Regions from separate parts of the Gossypium hirsutum genome. Here region 2 is linked to region 1. The links are chromatin contacts, called in public Hi-C maps. All regions are on one chromosome and are shown on one strand. Each heading gives the region's core, a stretch centred on a gene start, on an enhancer-like site or on the middle of the called end of the contact. The rest is flanking DNA. Distances are from core to core; before and after follow the strand shown.

Region 1 (5,439 bases), core at 1,716-4,215:
ACAATAAATTTTAATTAAAAATAATTTATTTTTAACATAAAGAGTTTTTAGTTAAATTTGTTATCGAAGCTTTATAAATAATCAAATTTTAAATTTTATTCCATTTAGAGGGCCTTCTAGTATATAGTTTTGACATTTTTAACTCTTTTGGATTTAAAAATGTAAATTTAATTGCTAATACAATTAAAATAGAAATTTTAATTTTAATTTTATTATAACAACATTTTCTGTTAGAAAGCTATGAAAAATAAATTGATTGAATTTTAAAAATAAAATTAAAAGTATTAAATTCCTAATATCTGAAGAGTACAAGGGGTTAGAACATATTTTAACCATTTGAATTAAACCACAATTTATTCAAATTTATCCAAAAAAAAATTGAAAACGGATTTTGATTGTTTGAACGAAAGTTGAATAATTTTATTAATACCACATAATCATCCAATTTTAATGAATATGTATATATATATCATTATGCCATAAAAATACACTGAATAATAAATTCCATTAATACTTAATTTAACAAGCATACTAATGGAAGCTAAACATTCTTTATTTTAAAGCAAAAGCAACTGAAAGGAAAGCTGCTTTTTACCAACTCTAACACTACACTTCCATTAACACCCAAAACGACAAAAAATTAACATACATACATACATCAGATGAATATACAAATTTCTTTTACTTCATTGACATTACTTTTACCATCTCCTCTAATCACAACTACAACTATAACCAATTGGGTTAATTATTTTTTCTAATTCAAGCCAATGTCGGGTTGAATTTTTTATACTGATTTATTGCAAATTAAATCATATCATGTCCGAATAATTTGTATATGAGATTCTTTCGGGTTCATGAAAAACAGTATTTCTTAACCCTTCACTAACATGAAAAACTTAAGGTTCCAAATCCACTATAAGATCTTTCCAAAACTATGTTTAAGCTCCAAGTTGGTGGAATCATAGAATACACCTCAGATTTTGCAGCAACAAATGAAATGAGCTGAAAGATAATATTAGCAGTGTTCATTGCCCATGGTAGATTAATTTCAGCTACGGTCCCATTGCATAAGATTCAGGTCATTTGGTTGCAAGTAAATATATGCAGGAAGGATGAATGAAGATATATTTCATAACATTTCATCACAAATCAATGCAAGAATATCAACAAACAAAAATATCAATATCATTTCTTAAGCCTAATCTGATAATCGGGTTGTCTGTGGAATGCACAAGGTAAAAACGAAATGAACACCAAAATTTGCCCTATTACAGTACAATTCAATATACAAATCCATCCATATTCAGGCAAGTAACGGTATCAACAACGACAGTATCATCTGTTAAGTCTAATCCGACTATTGTTTTCAAAGGATCGTCGGTCCTATGCTGATGAATAAAGACATACATGCATAATTTTCCCTTAATTACACTACAATTCAATAGTCCCATCCATCCATATTAAAGCAAGCAACACTATCAACAAACAACAGTTATCATTTCTTAAGCCTAACCAACAGCACCAAACACATAATTTCCACTTAATTACACTACAACTCGATATATAAATCCATCTATATAAGCCAAGGCACCTTATCAACAAACAACAGTTATCAATTCTTAAGCCTAATCCGAAAATTGTTTCTCCGGAACGGAATGCTGTCCTATGCAGAAGAGTATACATGAAATGCATAATTAGCCCTTAACTAGAGTAGGATTCAATATACAAATCCCGTCCATATTAAGGCAAGGATCACTAAAGGTCTAAAGCTGAAGCTTCCTTAAAACACCATGACACACATTCATGAAAGATGCACCATTTACTTTGCCAGGAAAAAGAGAATAGGCCTCATTCGAAGCTTACCGTGAGGCTGAAACCCAGATGAACAGTTTCACAAAATTCAGCCACAAGATGTTATCTAGCTTATGGTTTGATGAATAATCTAGCCACAAGGTCCAACATAAAGTTCAAATTTAACACTAAAATGCTATGTTACTTAGAGCACATACCCATGTGGGAATGTGTCTCAACCACGGTATTTCAAGAACAATGAAGAGTCGAATCCCATCACATGTGCTATGATCAGTTCAATAATACATCATAAGCACACAATTCATCCACCAAAAGCTGTAAATAAGCTGAAAAATGCCATTGATATCATCATCAAAACAAGCATTGTATGTAAAGAAAAAAAAAACTTACATTCAAACAAAATACTTAACCATCTGAATCTCCTTCTTCTTAAACCCGCATTTCTCATAAAACACTTTGTTTCCATCACTGCAATCCAAAATAACCTTATAACACCCCATGGAACGAGCGTGATCCGCCAGAAACCCCACGATTTTCTTCCCCAATTGCATCCCTCTGGAACCGGCATCGACCACCACGTCCTCGATGTGGCCCACTTTACCACACTTCCTTATGAACTTCTTCTCAATAAACACACTCCCTGAAGCTATAATCTTACCTGAAATTTCATCTTCGATCACACAAATAACATGATCATCGCCATACATGCTGATTTCCTTAAACCTATCTTCGAATTCTTTATCAGAAACTGAATCACAAACAGTTAATTGTCGTAATAGCTCTAAAAACCCTTTGCTTTTATCTGAAAGTTCCAGCTTTCGAACCCTCAAATTATTTCCTTCTATTGATGAATTAGAGTTCTCCATTTCCTTTTTTTCTGATTCTGTACATGGCAAAAAGAAAAAGGGTATCTTTTAATTGAACAAAACATTCAATATGAACAGAAAAAAAGGAAAAAAAGGAACATAGAGTTATAACAATTCTGACCTGTTGTAGTGTTCGATCAATTTCTGGCCTAGGGATAGTTAATTTAAGGAGGATGCTTTTATAGGAGTATTGTGATTTTTTATAATTTCATTTTAATCCCCTAAGTTTTCATTAATTGTAATTGGACCCTTTTTTAAGCTTGTAAGAAAGAAAACACGACACGTGAGTTTGGTTGGTGTTTTAGATTGTGCTTGTCACAATCCCCAGTTTTTCCTCATCTGCCAAACACCTAGAAATTTACATTGAAAAAAGGAAGAAAAAAAATCGAAGCTTTGAGCCATGAAAAGCATTATATGAATGCTTTAAATCCAATTCCCATGTCGAGATCATTGATTCAACGCATTTCTCCATTTTTCATAGCTCGAATCAAGCAAAACCATAAGCTTCTAAGCTCTTCTTTTTCTTCATCTTCTTCAGCTCTTCATGAGGCTTCTTCTGAATCTCCATCTCCTTCCCTCGATGCAGTTCACATGACTGATAACTGCATAAAGGTAAAATTTAGATTTCTTTTCCCCTTTTGCTGTATGGGATTGATGTTTTCTTCTGAATCGTTCTTCTGTGATTTCGTTTGTATTATTTTACCACTCTCTGTTGTATATGGAATTTGCTTTATTTTGTCTAGTATATTGCTTTGTTGGGTTTCTCATATCAAGTTTGTTTTTTTGGGTGTGTTTTGTAATTTAACTGGGGACTACAGGTCCGTTTGGATGCTGTGAAAGAGCAGGAAAAGATTGAACCTTTTCAATTCTCTTAATTTCTTTTTGTGTAATATGTAGCTTATGAGAGAATAAGGATTACAATCAAATGGAAACATTCATTCAATTTCTTTCTTATTCATATTTCACTTTCTGGCATCTCTCACAGCCCCAATTTTTTCCCCTTTCATGTAAAGTTATGTAATTTTTGTTCTATCAGTATTTTCTTACCCTTTTTTGCAAGGTTCTAACTTTTAACTTGTTTATTCAAAAAAATAAACTTTCAACTTGTTAAAATTGCTTAATTTAGGAGACATTATAGACCCAATAGGCCAATACCTTGTTTTCCACTACATTGAAATTTGTATGAAAACCCTTGCAGGTTTTTTTCTTCAGTGGTTGGTGGCAAATATCCTTGCCAACTTCTTAGAAAATCCACAGTTGTTTTTTTTCTCTCACTGACATTAAGCATGGCTTGCAGAGAATAAAAGAATTGCAAGCAAGTGAGCAATCATCTGATCAGATGCTTCGATTGAGTGTAGAAACCGGAGGATGTTCGGGGTTTCAATACGTGTTTGATTTGGATGACAAAACAAACCCAGATGACAGGTTTCTTTGTTTCCTTTTGTTTTTCGTTTTGGTTTTACGAAAAGTATGCTTAATTTCTCTCTCTCTTCCTACCGCTTTAACCATTTTTATTTTCCCGTTGTATCATATTCTATTTGCAGAGTTTTTGTGAGGGAAGGGGTAAAGTTGGTAGTTGATGATATTTCCTATGATTTTGTAAAAGGAGCAACCATCGATTATGTCGAGGAGTTAATTCGTTCTGCATTCGTGGTAAGCCGTGTTGTCTTGTTCTGTGCATAAATTTATCGATGATGTTGTCTTAAATCCTAGAAGACAAGTAGTTTCCCTCTAGCTTAGTGATTAACCATGATAATTTTCTAAATAGACTGTTGATATGCCGCTAGCATTAACCGCTGTGAACTCCAATATGATGCAAATATTCTTCATTTCTGGTTGCATTAGAAATGTTAAATGTTAAATTTCAATGCAGTAGATGTTGTTTAGGCACCACTAAATCTATTCTTTGTATTGTCCCGAATTCTATTTATGTTAGCTCTAGGACTAGCCATAAAACAGTGGACAAATTTTCCTCATGTTTGGCCAGATAAGATAACCTTTTTCTCGTTCTACACCGGAAATTGAGATGCCTAATTTCTCTATAGGATTTGAAAACATTTCATATGCCCTTCTAGGCATACTATTAGCTCATTGTAGTCAGTAATGCCTTGTATAACCATTAGATGATCTTCCGAGTTAAGTTCTATGTAGCCTCTCAGTACATTGTCAACCCATTTAATGGCCCTTTGTGGTCTAGCTACTACCTGGAAGTTTAAATGTATCCGTGATTCATTGAATAGACTTTTGATTATTCAAAAAGGTTGTTGTATGAGACATGAACGACATTGCAGGGAGTACCATTGGGAGAATATAGAGCCTATGTATTGCTCCGTAAATGTTTACTTCAAATCATTTACACACCTGAAGATTTATTGATCCATAAGTACATGAAATATGAATCACTTCTAATATGCGTCATCATGATATGATTGGCCATAACCAGATGGTGCTAAAGATTACAAATCACATGTGAAATCAACTGGTTTTTATGAATCCCACCAGATTTGTGTCAATCACTTATTTCACTTTGATCTCTTTTGTTCTGCATAATAAACCTACGTAGCGATCTGCTGTGGTGTAGTATATGTTCTACATTGTTGCCTTTTTATTTATTTATGGTGGTTCCATTAACAATTTTACTGAGTATGACATGCTTTAAGCAAGGGTGTAGCGTCTGATTTCTGATTTCTTGTGCAGGTGACGACAAATCCTAGTGCAGTTGGAGGGTGCAGTTGTAAAAGTTCATTCATGGTGAAAC
Region 2 (6,273 bases), core at 1,321-3,820, 570 kb after region 1:
AAGTTTGAGGTTTGGGCCCAAATGAATATACAAATTTTAAAATTAAATTCACAATAAAATAATAAACAAGCCAGTAGACTAGAACAAAATAAAAACTTAGATTTAATGTTGGTGTTGCTTGATAAATTGAAAAATTAAATGCTGAAAAAATAAATGTTGAAAAATTAAGTATTAAAAATTTAGTCATGCATAATATCCTCATCAAGTGAATATAATTAATTATGAGATTAAGAGGAGTGATGTCAAAATTGGACTAAATCAATCAATTGTGTTGGTTAACTGTTAAATAAAAAATCTATGATCCAATTGGTGGTAAAAAATCAAACATAAAGTAAATTATTTTTAACCAGTAAAAAATTATAAATTGAGAAAAAAAAATCAGGATTCAATTGGCGAAATCTTTTTACTTTTTTTTTAGATTTTGTTGAATCATAAAATAGTGAGATGAATTCGATTATTGATCCAATTTTTACAATATTGGCTGAGGGTTAAAAGTAGTTTGAAAAAAAAAATCAACTCTCCTTTAAGTCGGAACCATTTTAAAACTCAAAGAGTAGAAATGGGTCGAATATTTGTACTTTTTTTACTTATCTAAATCTGAATTAGCAAATGTGTCTAAAAATATGAATCCGTAAATTATTGAGTATCTAAATCCGAATTAGCAAATGTATCTAAAAATATGAATCTGTAAATTATTGAGTACTATTGTGTAAATCCAAATCCAAATCCAAATTCAAATTAAAAATCATTATTCGTCATATATTTGAATCCAAAAAAATCTAAATTTGAATATCTTAAAATTAAAATTTTAAAAATAATATAAAATAAAACAAAACAAAATTTATTCATAATTAAAAAAAAATAATGTAAAATGAATTAAGAGAAGTAGTTAAATAAAAATCCAAACAAATTAAACTTAACAACTCCAAAACAATTTATATGTACCTAACAACTTTTTTTTTTGTTTGAATATAATATACCTAATGACTTAAACATAAGAATTCTAAATAAATTATAATTGCATATATTATAATCTACCATAAAGTTAGTTCCACATTTAGAGTTAAAGCTTACATATCATTATATAAAAGCATACATTTAATATCATAATTGTATATAGGATTACATATCATTAATAATATACCCTAATTATATAATGCTAATTGTATATATTATAATTTACCATAATTTTAGTTATACGTGTTAGAGTTTGTGTGACTTGAATTCTGTTACTTGTTGAAAAAATAAATAAGGGGATCTGTGGGGGTGAGAGGTTAAGAGTTGTAGGTTTTTTCAACCCTTAAATAGGTATAGTCAAAACTCCTCTTGTGATACAAATTTCCAAACTTGGAGGGTTTGGAAAATAGCTCGAATGGAAGGACCGTCTCGAATAGGTTCAATTGGTGGAAACCTTGACCCGTAGCACTTGAATACTTTAAGGAACCGTAGTTATATTAAAACTATGACCCACTTAAATGTGAAAGAATACTCGAACCTTGGTAAGCAAAGCCGCCACACTCCGTGATGGGAAATGAATTGATAAGACAATTGGGTGAATGCCACAAACTCATAAAAGTTTGATAAGTTCAGCTTAATCCAATGAAGAACCGTGAGATAATAATCTCACCAACAAAGTTTATATTCAGAATAATTATCTAACCTCAACATCGTCCTTTTACAAGATATATATAGGCCCTAATTTGACTATTCAAATTCAGCAGCTACACTAGCTTTTATCACAACTTAAAATTTGGTTATAACTTTATGATGGGCAACCAATAAGTCATGACTCTTCACTTGATTCAGATAGCTAAAAAGTCATGTCTCTTCATTTGTTGAAAGCTTAATCTTCCATGATTGTGCTGTTTAGTGTCCCTTTATCCCCCTTATGACCAAATGTTATGTTGCTTGACATTCATCTCTTTTAATGGCTCCATAATGATCCTTAAGGGCATGAAACCAATCAGATTTTGAAGAGTCACTCATGATTCATTTAAACAACCACCATAATGAGCTTTAAATGAATGAAATCGATTAGACTTGAAGAGTTATTCTTAGTCCTATAAATAGTCAGCTACAAGATAAATAATTAGACATTAAACATTGACAACTTTTCATATTCATATTCAGCTAAAATATTTAACTTAAAACACACATATTTATGATTGAAACCAGCATAATGTAAATACACACATGCATTTATTTATGAACATGTAACTCCAACCTATGCTTAAATATAATTAACATATAAGATGCATAAATGCATGGCTTAATTAAAATGCAAACTTATTTTCATAATGTACATAATTAAAACACAAACTTAATTAACATATGAGATGGTTTTATGCATGACTTAATTAAATGCAAAATACATAATGCTAGACACAATTAAAGATGTAGACATATAATGCAAGACATAATTTAAAGATACAAACTTATTAAACTGAAATGAAACTTAATTAAAGTCTTCTTAAACTGTCTCATGATTAACCAAACCCAATGGAGGTCTCATCCAACTCTCGGATCAGCATTTGACTTGGTCTTGGCCAATCAGAACATAATTAATTTGGGCTTGTTCCCAATGTCCACACATAGGCCCTTTAAACTCTTCTTTGACCCACTTTGTTCGCCCCCCATAGTTGACCTAATTGGTAAACACAAATGATCAATCTTTGTTCTAGCTATCTCAAGAAGATGTGGTTCATGGAAATTAGGCCCAACTTCAAATTGTTTCACCTTGGCAAGAATTGATTCAGCCTTGGTGGGCAGAATCACATCATCTTGTATCATTCACTTATCGATATTAGTCTATTCATGGGTTTTTCCGAAAGGGTTTTCACGTAAAATTTATGTGTTTTTATTTTTATTTTTCTTATTATTTTGCGATCATTCTATTACCAGTATTGACGTCTCTCATAACAATACGTTTAGGGTTTAATCTTACATATCATTAATATAAAAATGTACATTATAATAATGTAATTGTATATAGGGTTAGTAATCTTAAATAATCTACCTTAATTATATAATCCTAATTGTATATATTATAATCTACCGTAAAATGAGTTACACGTTTAATGTTTAGGTACATATCATTAATAAAATAATACAAATTATAATATCATAATTGTATAATAATATTATTATACATTCATAATTTACATATATATATATAACAATTGATATATTATATGTCCTTAAACATGTATGTATACAATTATTTATAATATAACATGTATTGAATATAATTAAGTGATATTAGAAAATAAATTTATATTATAATATTTATTTTAATTATATAAATATGAAATAATTTTTTTAAAGTAATTTAACTAATTGAGTTAATAAAATAATAAAAAAAGCAGTGAAAAATTTAGGAATTACGATGGTCTCATCTCATTGTTTGCTTAGGTTTAAAAATAAAAAAATAAAATTTAGAAGAAGCTACATGACATTTAAAAGAAGACGAAATAGTTATTTTCAATTTTATTATTAATTAGTATATTTATTTTAAAAAAATATTTTTATTATATTTTTATACATTAATTATTAACTTGTGTAAATTATAACTAATGTTTAAGAGCAGTATTAGTAGTTAAAACATGGTTTTATGTGTAAGAGGTTTTGGGTGCAAACTTGTTAGAAGAGGTCTATTTGCATCCGCTTTGAATCCGTAAAATTTGAATTGGATAAATCCGAAATTCGAATTGCCATCCCTATCAAAGCTATAAAGCTTTGGGACTTGAGTTAGCAATAACTTTCACCTTGAGGTGTGAACTTTTTTTATCCAAATTAGTCATTGAATTTGATAAATGTTTCTATATTGGGATATGGACTAGACAATTGCTCTCACATTAGAATTTTAATTTTTTTATTTAAATTAATCCCTAAACTTAAAAATTGTTTTAAGAACTGTTTTCATATTGAAGTTTGATATTTGGCAATTATTCTCCCATGAAAGTCTAAACTTTAAAATTTTGAAGGAAACATTAAAGATTAATTTAGATAAAAAAATACATACCCAAAGTGAGAATAATTTCGAATTCCGTATTCCAAAAGGTAATAGAACCATTGAACTCTTGAAAGAAAAGGGGAAGGAAATATAATGGCCTGGAGAGCCCATCCTGGAAAAAAGGGGCTCACTTAGAAAGCACTTGTTAGATTGTATATGAGCCAGTTATGTTGAGTAAAGTGGGCTGACATTAAAGACATAATTGAGGTAGCAAGTTCCAGAATTGGGGTAGATCCTGAATGAATTCATTGAATTGAAAGTTGATGGGATATTTAATGGTTGAAAGCAAGATACTTTGCCCAATAAAGAGAAACTCCCATAACTTTAATTAATTAATGCTTGAATCAAAGCCTTTAAACTTTTCTTATGTTTCATGATTAAGCTTTCCAAAGGTGACAACTCACTCCCACAAATCGATAGGACAACTTTTAACTACAATTCAACCCTATAAAACAAAAAACATTGGCATTGGGTTGCCAACCCCTACTCCTCTTTCTTGGGTGTTTTCCGGGCTCCGGCCAAGTAATCAACCCCTGGTCTCTCCCCACATAAAGTGCCCAACCGAAGTGACACTGTCTAAAGTATCTTATTATCATATATATATTTTTTATAATTTGACATATTATATATAAAAATTTAAAGTTATAATGATTAATTGTTTACATAATTCTTCGACTTTCAACCATTTAAAAATTTTGAAAAGTGTAATTGTATTAATTATTTAAACATGTAATATATATCTACAAACAATTATATTTTTTAATTAAACAAATATTTACACTTAAATTTAATTTTTGTTTGACTTTTTAAAAACATCCTAAAACTTTAGAGGTAAAATTTAGATAAAATCCGTCCACCCCAATATATTGACTAATATGTTTTATAACTATTTTTATATTTTTAATTATGATTTTTTAGTTTATAAGAATATATAACATATATCTTGATTTTAAAAATATTTATATATTTTTATTATAATTTTTTAGCTATTATAAAATTTTATAAATATATATGACTTGATTTTTTAAAAACTAATATACTTTTAGAATATTATATAAAATTTCGGTATGAATTAAAGAAACCATTCTAGAGCCGAGTTGAAAACAGTATTAAAATATATTAAATAAAGTTCACACAACATTAATTTAAGTGTATGTAAATAAAAATATAGTTCAACTCAGCTGTGATCTTAGTTTTGATTCACCAGGTCAATATTTACTATATAACCAATTGTGATAGTATCTATGTCGCTCACAATCACACTTAAATCCTTGATCTAAATGTCACAAATTGAAATATGTGTTTCTCAGTGTAATTATTGAGCAATCCCATCTATCATGCATGGGGTCGATACCCATCATTCGAAAGGTGCCCCCACATTTGGATCTCGATGAATAGAAATTTCTTATCATAGGCTGCAATATTGAAATGAAGATATGGAGGAGACATAGTCTCATTGAATACACTTGCTTTCCAATAGCCTTATATCTTTAAGTGGACCCTTTTTATAATGATGGTTGCGAAAATTTTGCTCTTACATTTTGCTGCTTTGCATGCCATGGTTTGATTATCTCTTTCAAAGCAAACACACATAACCCTACATAGATATATATAAATTTAAGATATATGGTGGACTGTAGATATTTGATATTAAAATGGCTTTTTTATTAAGACATGAGATGAGTGAAGGAATAGGAGGGCAAATAAAGAAGAAAGAAGGAAAAAGGAAGGAGGAAGGAAATAGAGAAAATGGTTAATTGTAACTTAACAAGCCTTTTTAATTTATAACATGGTTTGTTTAGGTTAGACATATGAATTGAAAGAGTACTTTATTTGTTTATAGAGGAACTATTCTATTGAGTGCAAAACAATGAAAGTAAACTTAATTATGTCAATCAATTTACATCTAAGCTTTTAGGGGAAAAGTCTTGAAGAGAGAGTGATCATGTTTAGAGTATAGGAGCGAGGTTGCTACTTGGTGAGTGACTGAGACTTAAATCACAACTTGTACTAATTGAAGCATAGTAGATTAACTCTCTAAGCAAGGCCTCGCAAACATAGGAAGTTTTCAAACTGTGTGAACAAGCCTTTGGTGTCTATCTCTATTTATCTATAGTAGTGACTTAGTCCAATTGCAACTTAACCTATAGATGGATGTATATTTGGAAGGAAAAAATCAACATTCTCACACTAAAGAACCTTACAACCCTAAAATTAAAATTGTAAACCAGACAAATATATGTTCTGTAACACCCCAAAAT

The links. Hi-C and Micro-C count contacts between places; a contact is called where the count stands out from the background.
Region 2: a Hi-C map of leaf shows a contact between it and region 1, with 3 times the contacts expected there. The contact joins the enhancer-like site here to the promoter of LOC107949458 in region 1. A contact is called at or near these places in 2 of 34 Hi-C or Micro-C datasets (hypocotyl and leaf).

The regions. Positions count from the first base shown.
Region 1 is chrD01:32,765,112-32,770,550 of Gossypium_hirsutum_v2.1, forward strand. LOC107949458 (glucosamine 6-phosphate N-acetyltransferase) reads right to left here and starts at 2,966. Exons shown (of 2, transcript XM_016884110.2): 1 at 2,803-2,966; 2 at 2,132-2,698. The coding sequence starts at 2,681. The coding sequence ends at 2,208. LOC107949457 (iron-sulfur assembly protein IscA-like 2, mitochondrial) reads left to right here and starts at 3,040. Exons shown (of 4, transcript XM_016884109.2): 1 at 3,040-3,293; 2 at 3,979-4,106; 3 at 4,226-4,334; 4 at 5,379-5,439. The coding sequence starts at 3,096.
Region 2 is chrD01:33,332,696-33,338,968 of Gossypium_hirsutum_v2.1, forward strand. No RefSeq gene overlaps it. Among protein-coding and RNA genes, the nearest start is that of LOC121214381, 10 kb to the right of the region's middle. Within about 2 kb of position 2,571, at least 3 of the 9 cell types and tissues checked have an H3K27ac peak or open chromatin away from gene starts, as enhancers often do. A contact at or near this core is called in hypocotyl and leaf, where this site is marked.